2 separate regions of the Oryctolagus cuniculus genome follow, and region 1 is linked to region 2. Evidence: chromatin contacts called from public Hi-C data. All regions are on one chromosome and are shown on one strand. Each heading gives the region's core, a stretch centred on a gene start, on an enhancer-like site or on the middle of the called end of the contact. The rest is flanking DNA. Distances are from core to core; before and after follow the strand shown.

What was found. Hi-C and Micro-C count contacts between places; a contact is called where the count stands out from the background.
Region 1: a contact with region 2 is called in a Hi-C map of an unstated tissue, with 2.7 times the contacts expected there. The contact joins the promoter of FBXO30 here to the promoter of SHPRH in region 2. A contact is called at or near these places in 4 of 6 Hi-C or Micro-C datasets (ear pinna, liver, skin fibroblasts and 1 more).

Annotation. Positions count from the first base shown.
Region 1 is chr5:22,523,781-22,530,201 of mOryCun1.1, reverse strand. It overlaps FBXO30 (F-box protein 30), which reads right to left and starts at 5,036. Exons shown (of 3, transcript XM_008263613.4): 1 at 4,905-5,036.
Region 2 is chr5:22,331,446-22,337,828 of mOryCun1.1, reverse strand. SHPRH (SNF2 histone linker PHD RING helicase) reads right to left here and starts at 2,901. Exons shown (of 30, transcript XR_011388945.1): 1 at 2,661-2,901. It overlaps LOC127493127 (a long non-coding RNA gene), which reads left to right and starts at 2,899. Exons shown (of 4, transcript XR_011388946.1): 1 at 2,899-3,072; 2 at 4,229-4,386.

The DNA of each region.
Region 1 (6,421 bases), core at 3,787-6,286, 190 kb before region 2:
CCAGCCGCCGCCTTTTCTCCTCTCTCCGCCACCTCCAAAGGCGGCCGCCCCCCTCACGCGCCCCGCCCCGCTCCGCTCCGCCCCGCCCACCCAGCAGGCCGCGGCTACGAGCCCGGCGGACGCGCGCGCGCGCGCAGGCCCGGCGGGAGCGCGCACGCCGCCCTCTGACCCCCGCGGCGACGTGGCGCAAGGTAGGGCTGACAGAGCAGAGGATTTGGCTTATGAGGTTCGCTCACGGGTTCGACTACAGAATCCCGTTGGATTTAAATTTGCCTTCTTGGAGGGGACCCTAGCCCCCTGGCTTCGGAACTGAGGAACTAGGCCCAAGTGGAGTGACTCGTTCGCCGTGCCAGATGGGACGGGAGCCGCCCAGATCCCTTGCCTCACGGGGCGGTGCTGGTCGCAGGAGCTTGTAGTTGAAGGAAATGGGGGCGCTCCCGCTGGATCTGTGGTGATGCCCGCCACGGGCCTTCCCGCCGGCTAGCCCAGGGTGCCCACACTGTCACCTAAAGCTAGGACCGTGCTGTGGCCCGTTAAACCTGGGGGGTTCTTCCCGCCGAGGCCGTGAGCTGGGAAGGGGGTCTTGAAGCGGTTGCAGGGTACCTTCTCCTGGCTTTGTTAGAAAATGCGTGTCCCCGTCCCACTACCATCCAACGTTGGTCCAAGGGCCGAGAGACAAAGGAGCGGTGATTCAGGGTGCCTGCAGGGTGGTCGGAGTCCCTCACCCAGGGTCCACTCCAGGGTCCATTCCGTGGACTCGGCAAGACCCTTCACAATAGCAAGAAGGCGTCTGTAATCCTGCCAGTGTGGATGGAGCACAGATGGGAAAACATGGTTTTTCTCATGCTTTTTGTCGCTACAATTATAGTCCCAGCTGTAGTGCCTTGGAAAAGACAGCCATCACATAATTTGCCATTGATAAATAAAGCCAAGTCAGGAACTCACAGATTCAACATAGCGTTAAATCCCATTCATTAGTTTAAAAAAAACTTTTTTTTTTTTAATTGAGTCAGTCTGTTATTTTGTCTAATGTGGCTGCAGACGAGGGCCTGTTCCTCAGCCCAGAGTTAGAGAGCCACTGTTCAGAGAACTAGACAGGAAGCGCGGGGCAGCAGGCAGGTGCAGCTCGGGGAAGAAGACCATGGGTTCTGCTACATGGAGCCCTACTCTAAGCTCACTGACCTGGATTGAGACAGACATCTTCCTTTACTTCCCTTACCCTCCTGTAAAATAAAGGAGCAAAGACAGAGGTTCTCTAAATCCCATGATTTCATGATTGTACTAATTGAAAGCTGGGACTTTCCCCTTGACTAACTCAGCTAGCTCAGTCACTGTCTCCCACCTCAAATGAATCATTCATGCTGGAAACCCCAGGGTCTTCTTTGACCCTCCATCTCAATGATTTTCCATGCCCAGTTAAAACAAAATCCTTTTTACTTGCCTGTCACCTCCACTCCTAGTTAACTTCCCAAGCAAATTGGGATTTCTGTTACCTAAGCAGTCTTTTCTCTAGGGTTTCCCACATCAAACCCACTACCAACACAGATCTATGACACCCACTTCGTCTTGATCTTGTTGTTTTTCCACTTAGACATCTACAATGGCTATATATATGCATGGGGTAAAGTAAGGCATTTTGGCCTGATTGATCTTTTCTCCATCAAATGCTATACACAATCTATTTCCAAGTTACCTGTGCTCATATGATGATTGATTTGAAGTCCTTGCTTCTTAACTATGCGGTTCAAATCGCATGTCTCATGAGAGGTGTCTTGTAGTACATAGACCTATTTTAAGCATTTCCACATGCACCAAATGGCACTATTACCTGTTTCATAAATCTGGTTGTCAGTTTACAGATTATCTCCCAAACCCATGGGAGCAAATTTTTGCACTAGTTTTAAATCTCCACCCAAGTATCTAGTACACTACCATTCACACTGTGGATGCTTAATTAATATTTATAATTTGAAAAATGAAATGTTTACTTTCCCTTTCATTTCATCCTATCCTCATTTTAATTTTCTGTCCTATGTTCCAGCTCCTCAGAGAGCTGCCTTTTCAAGATACTTTATCTAAAATTTTTAAGTTACGACTAAAGAGAATGCCAGTAGTCACACATTTCTTCAAATACTCCTTCCTCTAACACTCATCCATTTTGACATTGACTTCTAAAGCAAAGCTATTATCTCTGTGGCTTAATTACCCAAAGAAGTGAAAGGGACCCTGATAATTTAAGGCAAAAAGGGTAAAATAAAACCAACTAGGTTTGACATATATAGTGCCTTAAAAATTAGGAGGGCCTTGCCTACTCGAATCACACCTTGCAGTAGCTCCTGGTGCTTTTTTCTAGAGGCTTTTCTGAAGTTGATGAAGGTACAAGAACTTTAAAAAAAAACAAAAACAAAAAAAAAAAAAAAACAAAAAAAAAACACACACACACCACAATTAGAAACTCCAGACAGAAGAGTAAATTGTCAGAGAAAGGTTGTCAGAGATATTCAGTTGATGAAGGAAATGCAGCAACCAAATTATTCTTCCTTTTGTTCAATGTCAGGGCAGATAGCATGTATGTTCTGGTAGATTTTCTTTCCCAATTAGACCCATCTGTACTTGGGTAGCCCAGGGGTGAATGCAACAGATAAGTCAAGACTAAAGCTTAAGTCATGTGCTAATTAAAGAAAGCATCATTGGCCCAAAACAAGTGTAAGTGGGTGGGGGCTGATTTGCAGCTGTGAAATCATGGGACAATTAGAATTACCAGCTGGGACTGTGGTGGGAAATACCATTCCTCTTATAATATGCTCCTAAAGAATTATGAGAGAAAGATAGTTTGAATCACCAAAATGACAGAATCTGAAGTCTCATAGCTGTAGTTATATTTTCTGTATAGATTCATTTGAAGTATGAAGAATGTGACGATTAGGATACAATTATGGTAATTTAGAAGCAACCTATCAAGGATATGTTCCTAACCCCAAATCACCCTCTCAGTTTTGTCTAAATAATGAAGGAATTTGAACCAAGGCAACCTGGAACGTAGTAAAAGAAGACTCAGGTTTTGTTCCTGTGCACCACAGAATTCCTATAGGACATTGTTGAAATTAAAATATGTATTCCAATGTTTCACAATTTAAGTTACAATTAGATTAATACAATTTATTACAATTAGATGTATTAACAGTTTATAGCTTACAGAATATATTTTCATGAAATAAAGGAAGAGGTGAATAATTTTATTCACTGAAAGGCTGTGCCTTCAAGGTGTTCCATTTGCATTTCAGGCAGCTAGCACTAGGTGGTACTAGTTTGTGTGTGAGCAGATAAGCAGGTAGCCTTCTGTAGGGTAAGATTAATGAAGATGACGTCTTACAGGGGTGGGGAACCTTTTTTCTGCCAAGATCTATTCACATATTTATAAAATCATTGATGTGTCATACATATTATCAACTTAAAAATTAGCCTACTATAGATTTAGTGAGTCTTGAGACCCTCTTGCAGTTGCTTTGGCAGGGCCACACCAAATGATTTCTCAGGCTTAATGTAGCCTATGAGCTTGATGTTTCCCACCCCTGTAATTAATCAGTTGTCTACAATTAGATAGTTGTAAAGTTGTTAAGCTAATGACACTTTTGGAGCAGAAGGTAATATTTAATTTTATGTATAAATCTCTCATTGTTCAAAGAAATTTGATACAGTTCAAATATCTGGGAGAATTTTATTTTATTTTGTCCCATAAATATTCTTAATAATCAGTTTTCAGGCCTCTGGAATTATTAAATTGCAGTGGCAGCAAAGTGAAATCTCCCCAGCTAACTGTCATGCTAGTAAGAAGTGGGCTCATAGGGAGTTCTTGGTATCAGACAAGCATGTTGCTTAGCTTTAGTCACAGTTATTGTCACATGAGAATAAGGAAAGGGTGGCACCCTATCTCCTTTTATATATATATATAATTTCCTGGAAACCCAGATAATTATGTGAAAGCAGTCCAGTGTTATTTTCAAAATTACAAAACCTTGCATAAAGAAAAAAATGCACACACACACACACACCCCTACATCTTCAGCAACCCTTATTTTAGGGATTCATCCAAAAGAATAAATAGATATACATACTTATTCCAATGAGTAGTCTTTTTTTCCAAACCATTTGAGTCCCATTTTCCCCGGAGATGGAGTTCTTATACTAAAATCCTAGTTTAATTTAGTAGCCTATAATCCCTGCATGAAATGTTTAACCTCTCTCTGTGTGTGGAATATAGACAATATTATGGCTCCTAATGACCTACATGTCCTAATATTCACACATTTGTGTAATATGCCACTGAGTATGGTCAGGTGCTGTTAACTTACTTCTAACCAATGGAATATGTCACAGATTTTTAGCTATCATGCCCATGATTATAAATATTGTAGCTTTAGTCATGTTGGCAGACTGTCCTCTCCACTTCTGGCTTTTATGAAACAAGTTTTCTTGTTGGTAGGCACATGTGGCATAGACTTAAAAGTATCTATTGGATAACAGCCAGCTAGGAACTGAGATTCTTGACAAAATTTCAAAGGAACAAAATTTTGCCAGTGACAATACATGGATTTAGAAACCAATCCCTTCCAGGTCTGGCCTTCGGAAGAGACTTTCACCCTCACCAGCACCTTGAATTGGAGCTTCATGAGAGATCTTAAAGCAGAGAATCCCACTAAGTCATGCCCTGACCCAAACAAAATATGATGAAAAATTGATTGTTATTTTAAGCATTAAGTTTATGGTCATTTGTTGCATAGTAATAGTTAACTAGTACACCATGGCTTATTTCTTTCATTTCGACAAATGAGGAAGAGTAGCTCTCCCCACATTTCCATCCCCACCCCAAAATGTGCTATTTTGAGGGTTAAATGACTTAGTACCTGTGCAGTGCTTACAACAATGCCCGGCATGTGTGAGCACTCCATAGCGTTGGGTGTGTCTTCTCAGTCAGATCCCAGAGCTGAAGTCAGGTGTCTTAGCAGAGAGGGTGGTAGGCACAAGGTAAGAGGAGTATTTCAGTACTGCTTCAACCCAAGGAGACAAATTGTGACATCATTTTCATCAGTCATGTACTACCTAGGAGCAATGTTGTGGCAGAGGCTGACAGCTGCTAGGGCCTCTACTGAAGCATGGGAGTCCTGTCCTTTTTAGGTGAGGGCAGAGACCACACCCTTGAGGGACTAGGCAATGAGGAAGATGCCTGAGCACAGGATCATGGGTAGATTTATTCTTCAGTATTTTTGACAAATGTGGGGAGCAATCCGGACTAGACTAAGTTACTCGAATTAAGACTTATTCTATGCATCTGCTCTCCCACAATATGGCGCTGGGAGAGAAGTAAACAGCTTCCGCACAGCTGCCTCCAGTTCAACCAATTAACTGTAGGACTTGCTCCTGATTGGAGAGCAGCGTACTCAGCGTGTGGGCAGCCGAGTTGGGATTGGCAGAGAAGGACTATAAAGGAGGAGAGAAACGGCATGCACCGGGAACATCTATGGGGAACATCTAAGGGAACCCGTGCAGCCCCCAGAGAGCCGGCCGGCGGTGTGCCGCTCCCCTGCGGAAGTGGGGAATGCGGCCAGGGGGAACTGCCCTTCCACGGAGGTGGAAGGGATAGTAGCCAACCCGGGAAGAACCAGCAGCAAACCCGGGGAGGGCCGAGCAGACGAAAGAACAGCGCAGGGTTCAGTGTTGCTCCTCCACGAAGAGGGGGAGCGACAGACAAACTTTGTGAGAAAATTCAGAAAACCTTGAGTTAGCCTGTTTGATGAGTCTCTAAGGTGTCACTTATTAGCTTTTATTATTATAATGAAATACCTGAAGCAAACTACTTCATAAGGAACAAAGTTTATTTTGTCTTATACAGTTTTAGATGAACACAGTCCATAGTGCAGAATTTGGCCTCTGGTGATGATGTTCTTCCTGGCAGAGTCCTGAGGAGGCACAGAACATCACATGGCAAGAGTGTGTGCTTATCTGTCCTGGTCTCTTATTAGGCCACCAAGATTCAGTCATAGGGACTCCACCCTCAAAGACTAATCCAATCTAATTATTTCCCACAGACTCCAACTATAAACATCATAACTGGATTAAATTTCCACCCTGTTGGTGCCATTAACATATGACTATGGAGACCAAACTCCTGAGTTTAGGGTCAGATGTTTAAGCCATACCAGGTAGTGAGTGTTCGCAATAAGATCTGCAGCTGAAACCTCTGTTAAGCCACGTAGTGCCAACCTCGACAGGAGGGACAATGTCTGTAGTCTGTCTAGCTTATTCCTGTATCCCCAGAAGCTAGGAGAGTATGAATATTTGATGTTAATCAACATTGGCTAAATGATATTTGTGATACACTGATAATTGTAAATTGTTATTGTTTCATATTTTAAGATGGTAG
Region 2 (6,383 bases), core at 1,652-4,151:
AAGAATTTTTAAAATCTCAATGTCCATGTAGTGCTCAAAGTCAGAATATCTGGGAGTAGGGCACAGAAACTAATCCCATCATTTCCAGCACTCAGCCAAGTTTGAGAAGCCTTGTTATGGATAACCAGATGCCTACTAAAATCATTGTTTTTCCTCCCAAAAGATACAATATTAGAAAAAATGGCTGCCTGGCTTAGTTATGGTCCCATTACGAGTTCTAGCCAAAGGAATGTGAGTAGAAATAATATGTGCCATATTTCTTAAAACAATCTTTTAACAGGTATGATTGAACCAGAACATACTCCTTCATTTTTTTTATGTCCACTGGTAAGGCTCATCCAGTATCACTGAAATTATGTACAGTGCTATTATTTGCAATAATGTTTGCTTTCAACCTGATTCTTCTATCATTAGAGCCTTAGGGTAATTATCATTGATATTAAGTTGGGAAAAGTAAATACCAGCGTTTCCAGCAAAGCCCTCCCTTTGTCCAGTTCTCAACAAATATCTGTGATATTTGCCCTCACTCCCCAATCTGGTTTTTGATCAATATCCAGGGATAATTTCTTGAATCAAAGGAAATATTATTTAGTCAAAGATACTTATACCCAAAATGAAAATTGGCAAAATAAGTCAAGTACTGGTGAGATTCTGTATTTTAACCATATCCCATATCCTTCAGGTTTTCTTCAGAGCTCAAGGATCACATATCTTAAGGTTCTACTTCTTCCTCTTCTGCAAATATCAGCGTTTGTGTAAAATGTAATTATGCAAAGTTACTGGTATGGACCCAGTCTTCCCTGAGAGCCTTTTATTACCACAGAAGTTGTGTTAAAGGTCTCTGCTACTTGATCCCAAAGGCTGTAGTGTTCCTTTTGAACTACCTGAAATCTGGGCACTAACAGTATCCTATTCAGTGTTGTACTTTCAATGCCTGGTCAGTCAGGATGTAAATGATACAAAATATAAGGCGAGACAAAGATCTCTAACTTCCTGAATATCTTCCCCATTTTAAGGACCTAAAGGTCCTTATATTGTTTTCAGGCGAAATCTCTTATTCACGTTCTAGAAGACCACAAGTATTATGATACTTTGCTTTATTGTTTATGGCCCAAAATGAGGCAGAGAATATTGAGTGAAGTATCTCCAGCAAAACAGAGTGCCAGAAAAATAAACGCAAATGTTTACATTGCTAAGACAACAAGTGAATCTCAATTAAACTTAAATTTTGATTCCTTTCCCTCCAAATTACCTCTTCATTAAGACACATACAAATCCTGAATTATAACAAATCCATGGTAGACCTGGGTTTGGGCTATCAAGGCACCAAGAAGTCTACATTTGCCACACTGAGGTGCACAGCATTACTTTATGCAAGAGAAGTCCAATTATTTCTGAAACCTGAAAAGCTCTTAATGCCCTCGCATTATCACAATCTGTTTCTTTTCTGTGTTGATTACTCGGGCTAATTGAGAGTATTCTCATCTACTGAACTCTAAATTAATATTAGATATAAGTTTGAAAAATGTCTTACTAACAAGCTTTGTCACCAGCAGATTGCTTCCCCCAAATTCTAACTGAAACTCTTAATAAAAGATTTGGTTTAATAGTAGTGTAAGTGCACTCATTTTGAGCTGGGCAAAAGATAAGAGTATCTTTCAAGAGCAAACCACTGGACTCTCAATGTCGGGCTTGTTTTGTTAACCGGGCCTTGAAACCTCTAGGAAGTGCGGGTTATCCCAATACTGCTCAGCTTCCCGCAGGGTCCCTGATCCCAAGCCAAGCACCGCTTTCTGTGATGGCACAGATATTGTGTATTGTTTCTATTCAGGGGAGTTCCACCGTCCCTGCTTACTGCCCACTGGAATCGTTTAAAATAGCAGTAACGACTTTAAAACTATTTCATTTTGTTCCGTTACAGCCCCAAATCAATTTAAGTACAACTAGGAAAACGCCAAACGAAGATTTCTACCTTGTACTAAGCTTCCTGGGAAAAGACAGAAGCTGAATGATCATCATTTAAGACAGACAGTGACAACCGTCTTCGTTCATAAACCCAACATCTTTCACGGCGTCGAAACGTGCAATGCCCAGGGTGGTTCTGGAAGCCAGTGTCACCCGTCTGATTTCCACGAGAACTTTCCAGTGGGAGTAACTTACAAGCCTCGCCTTTCACTATGTGCAATCCGGTGCACCCAAAAGCTAGGCGGCTGCCCAGCTCTGCCTCAGAGGCTTATCTGCTCGACTCCAGGGATACCCGCTCGGTTATCTCCCCTAAGATGCAAAAGCGGATGCGAGAGTCGGAGCCGCGCTGTCAGCGGCCGACCGCTCCCAGCAGGCCGGGCAGACCCCGGCGAGGCCGAGGGGCGCGACCATGGACACTGCAGCGGGGCTCCCGCACAACACACCGCAGGCCCCAGTCTATCCGGAGCAGCAGAACCTCCCTCCCCACCGCCCCCGCTTTTAGGAAAGCCGCGGAGGCCCGAGGCCCGCGAGCCGGGGACGGGGACGCCAGGAGACTCGCGCAGCGGCTTCCTCTCCATCCAAAAGCTTCCCCGGCTCCAGGACAGCCCCCGTCCTCCCTCCGGGGCCCGGAGAGGCCGGAGACGTCTTCCTCCCCCGACCTCTGACCTCTGACCCTCCATCACCCAAGCGCTCACCCAAGCTGCTTCTCCAAATACTTGAGTGGGTGTGCACCGGGTCCGGAACCCGCTAATGCTCCCTCAGAGTCCAGGCATTCATTCGCTACGCACGGAGCATCCGCCCTATGTGGGCACGCGCGTTGTGTGTTGTGTTGTGGCCTCCGGGGGCCCAGAAGCCACAGCGCTTAGCTGCCGGGCGCGCGCAGGAGCGTGAGGTCAAGGTGAACGCGCACGTCGGGCGCCCCGCCCCTTTCCTCCCTTCTCGGCTTCTAGAGCCTCTTTTGCGCAAGTACAGTTGGAGTCTCGCGATAGCTATGCCGCACATTAATGAAGACAGGATTGGCTGACGTCCAGAAGAAAGAGGCGGGACAGTAAGCAAATATAGGCAGCATCGCAGGGGCGGGGTTCTGCTTGCCGCCGGAAGCAAGAGGTAGTTAAATCATTTGTATATTTAGTAAGAAAGCAGAAAAGAATTCTCCAGAACTTATCTACTTAATTACTTCAAGAAAGAAGTGACTTATTAGGTGCGAATGAAGCATGCCTCTCTTAAAAAACATTTGTTAAGATTTACGAAGGAAATGTGAGGAAATATTTTTAAATAAGAATTCTGCTGAAGCTAGCCTTCCATCATCTTAGTTTTAAAGTTTCTGTTTTCTCCTCCCACCTCTTACAGAAGGAAACTTTCGCTTAGTTAACTTTGGTATAACTCTGGAAGGTTTTACAAAAGCCTGTAAATTAACTTCCGGGAAATATTAGGCAGTCAGTCAGTGAGTGTGTACCTAATAAGGACTCAACATTTATACTTTGGCGCGGGGCGTCTCAGATGTGTGTGATTCCAGAAGAGCTAAAGTAACTGCTTGCCTAACACGACCTCCTGTGCTGTGGAAACAATCTAGAGGAGCCCTTTTCCTGCTTATCACAGACCCCAACAGCCTGAAAGACTCTATTTACATAATCTAAAACCTGTCAAACTAGACAAATCAATTGCACTATCCAAAGTTTCATGAGACAAGTTTGGAAAACTGCTAACGCTGTGACAGTGGACAAGCAGGATTCTTCTTCATTAAGGAATTGATCATTTCCCCAAATACATGATGCAATGAAACCTTTGTTCCACGGTGTGATAAGGAACTGGGTATTTAAACAAATATTATGCTAAAAAATGTTATCCTTGATAGCTTTATCACTTCTCACCATTGGAGGAGTGAAGTGGGCTCATGGATTGTCTGAAATATTTGGCTTCTGATGACAGGCAGAAATAGTTAAAAAAAAATAGCACAGCATCTTTATTCACCTGGCTTGGGGTTACTTACAGACATAATTTCGTTAACACTGTGCAGGATATTAAACTGCAGATCAAATTGCAAATTCTGTGATGTGATTGCATTATAGACATAGAATTCTAGGCTCTACCTTCCAGTGGTTACAATGAAACAAAATTCTCCCTTATGTTCAATCTGGTATTTGCCAACTACCCTGTACATCCATTGAGAAATTTCCCTATGGAAGAATGTTTTTCAGGTTTAGAATTACCAGAGCTCATTTCAGAAATCATGGTTCACTTTTGCATTTTGGCTCTATGGCAGCTCCCAACTGTGAAACACCTGTTCACCTCAGCAACATTGAATTCATCCACCTGTTAGATACTAGAAATCTGATGACATTCTGCAAATGAGATCAACTGATTGGACCTAAGTAGATCACTGTCCATACAGGTCGACTGCTTCTTCTTGAAAGTATAAAGGTGAGGGCAGTCACACCACTTGATCCCTTACAAGGTCTCACTTATAAGATCTCCAGGTCTATTTCCTTTTGAAGACAGTATCTTTATTCTAGCCATGCCCTTATCTTGGGCCTGGTCATTTATTTTACAAATGAAGTTGTTCTTAAGAGTAAGTAGGTGAATTAATGCAAATTTAACCTGCTTTGGGGACGTAAACAGGATAACATGATTTACCAATGTAGAATTTCATGTTTTGCAAAAAACTCTTACATTTTTGATTTTCATTTGATTTCTAGAACAATAATGGAGTGAGATTTTTTTCATTTCCTTTTTATGAAAAACAAGCTGAGATTCTCAGATATTCAGTGATTTGCAACAGTTGAGCTCCAAGAGAACAGGAGTACCTAAAATCCCTCTGTCAAAGCTGTTGCCCTGTTTTTCTAAATCATGTAATCTAGCAAATAAAATGAACAAGTTAGTCATGAAACTCACTAGGCTAGCATGGGCAAAATGAAATCCAGACAGCTATACTTGTTTGATTACACAGGATTGTTGTGTATCTGTTACAGAACCATGATGAGTACAGAACCATGATGAGTCCTTTTGCCCACACATGAGAAAGCCAAACACTGGGATCAGTGTCCTTTGAGAAGAAAAAGTTTGTCACAAGGTGGCTAAGCAAGGAGTCAGGAGTAATGATCAAATCTGACTCCCAGGGTGGCTTGAGCAAGGTATTTATTGGGAAGGAAGCAAGAGATGGAGATGGAACATGGGAGTTCACTGACTGACTAAAACAGATGTGTTCTTGGTTCTTCTATGCCAAGTGTGGTTTAGCTACATGCCTCTTCATGCATTGCATGTTAAAAATGATGGCTTTATCATATCCAGCAGGTGATAGGGGAGGGATTTTAGCACAAGTTTCAGCAGTTCATCCAGTGTTCAGTGGCCTGTGTGCCATTTACCATACCATGGTTCTGGCTGGTTTTGGCCAGTTTTATCTGAGAGTCCCAACAAGGCAATTTGCTGCTCTGTAGGATAAGCTCCAAGTTTAAGATAGTTCTCTGTTTCTTAACCCTATAGGATACAGTTTATATCAGCAATAGAGATCATTCAGGGTTAATACTGTTTTCCCACTAAGAAAAATCATTACAAAAATTGTATGAGAATTTATTCCATATTCTACCTACTTTTTCCTGCTTTCAAGAAATTAAGTAGGTGGCCACCTAGTCTGGGAGAGTATTGCCAAAGACAACTCTCTGTTGCTACTTCCTATACTTTTGGGATTCTTTCCCTCTTTCTGACAAATTGAAAATAATAGGACCAAGGTCACTGTTGCAGATTGAATTTCAGTATTCAAAGCCTTTGTTAAAATGTGTGTTGTAATAACAGAAAATAGAGAGGAAACGTGGCTCAGGAAAATTGGTGCTAGCAGGAGTGGTATAAGGTCTACAAACAACCAGTGGTGACAGGAAATATACATCCTTTGCAGGAGCATGAGCACGATACATCAGGAGGCAGGAGGTATGTGAACTGAATACAAATCTTCACGTTTGTAACTTCACAGCTTTTCCTCAGGCTTGCCCTAAATCATTTTAATTGTTAACTTTCAAATTTATTTTTCCATGGTGATTTACAGGTTGGACTTATTTCAAAGTCCAAAGTTTGTTCTATCTCCCCTGCTGGAAGCTCAACCTGCAGACTGAAATCTCAAGCTGTGCCCCTTCTGCCTCTCCTACTTTCTATTGCAAAATTTGTAATCAGAACAGAAAATGTTACACTGGACTTGGATTTATGACACAAGCGGAAAGTGATTCATTATTTCTTATTGTTAATTTTGACCATGGACAAAGTAATAATTTAAGTTTAATACTTAATCTTTAAGTTAAATAAAAAAGGGAAAGGTTGAAGGTGAGTCTTCTGGATAAGAAAAGATGTGAGATTATATTCAGTGCTTATCAGTGGAGATAAATGTCTGTATGTTGCCCTCTTACCCCTTACTCCCACTCCTGTAACCATCA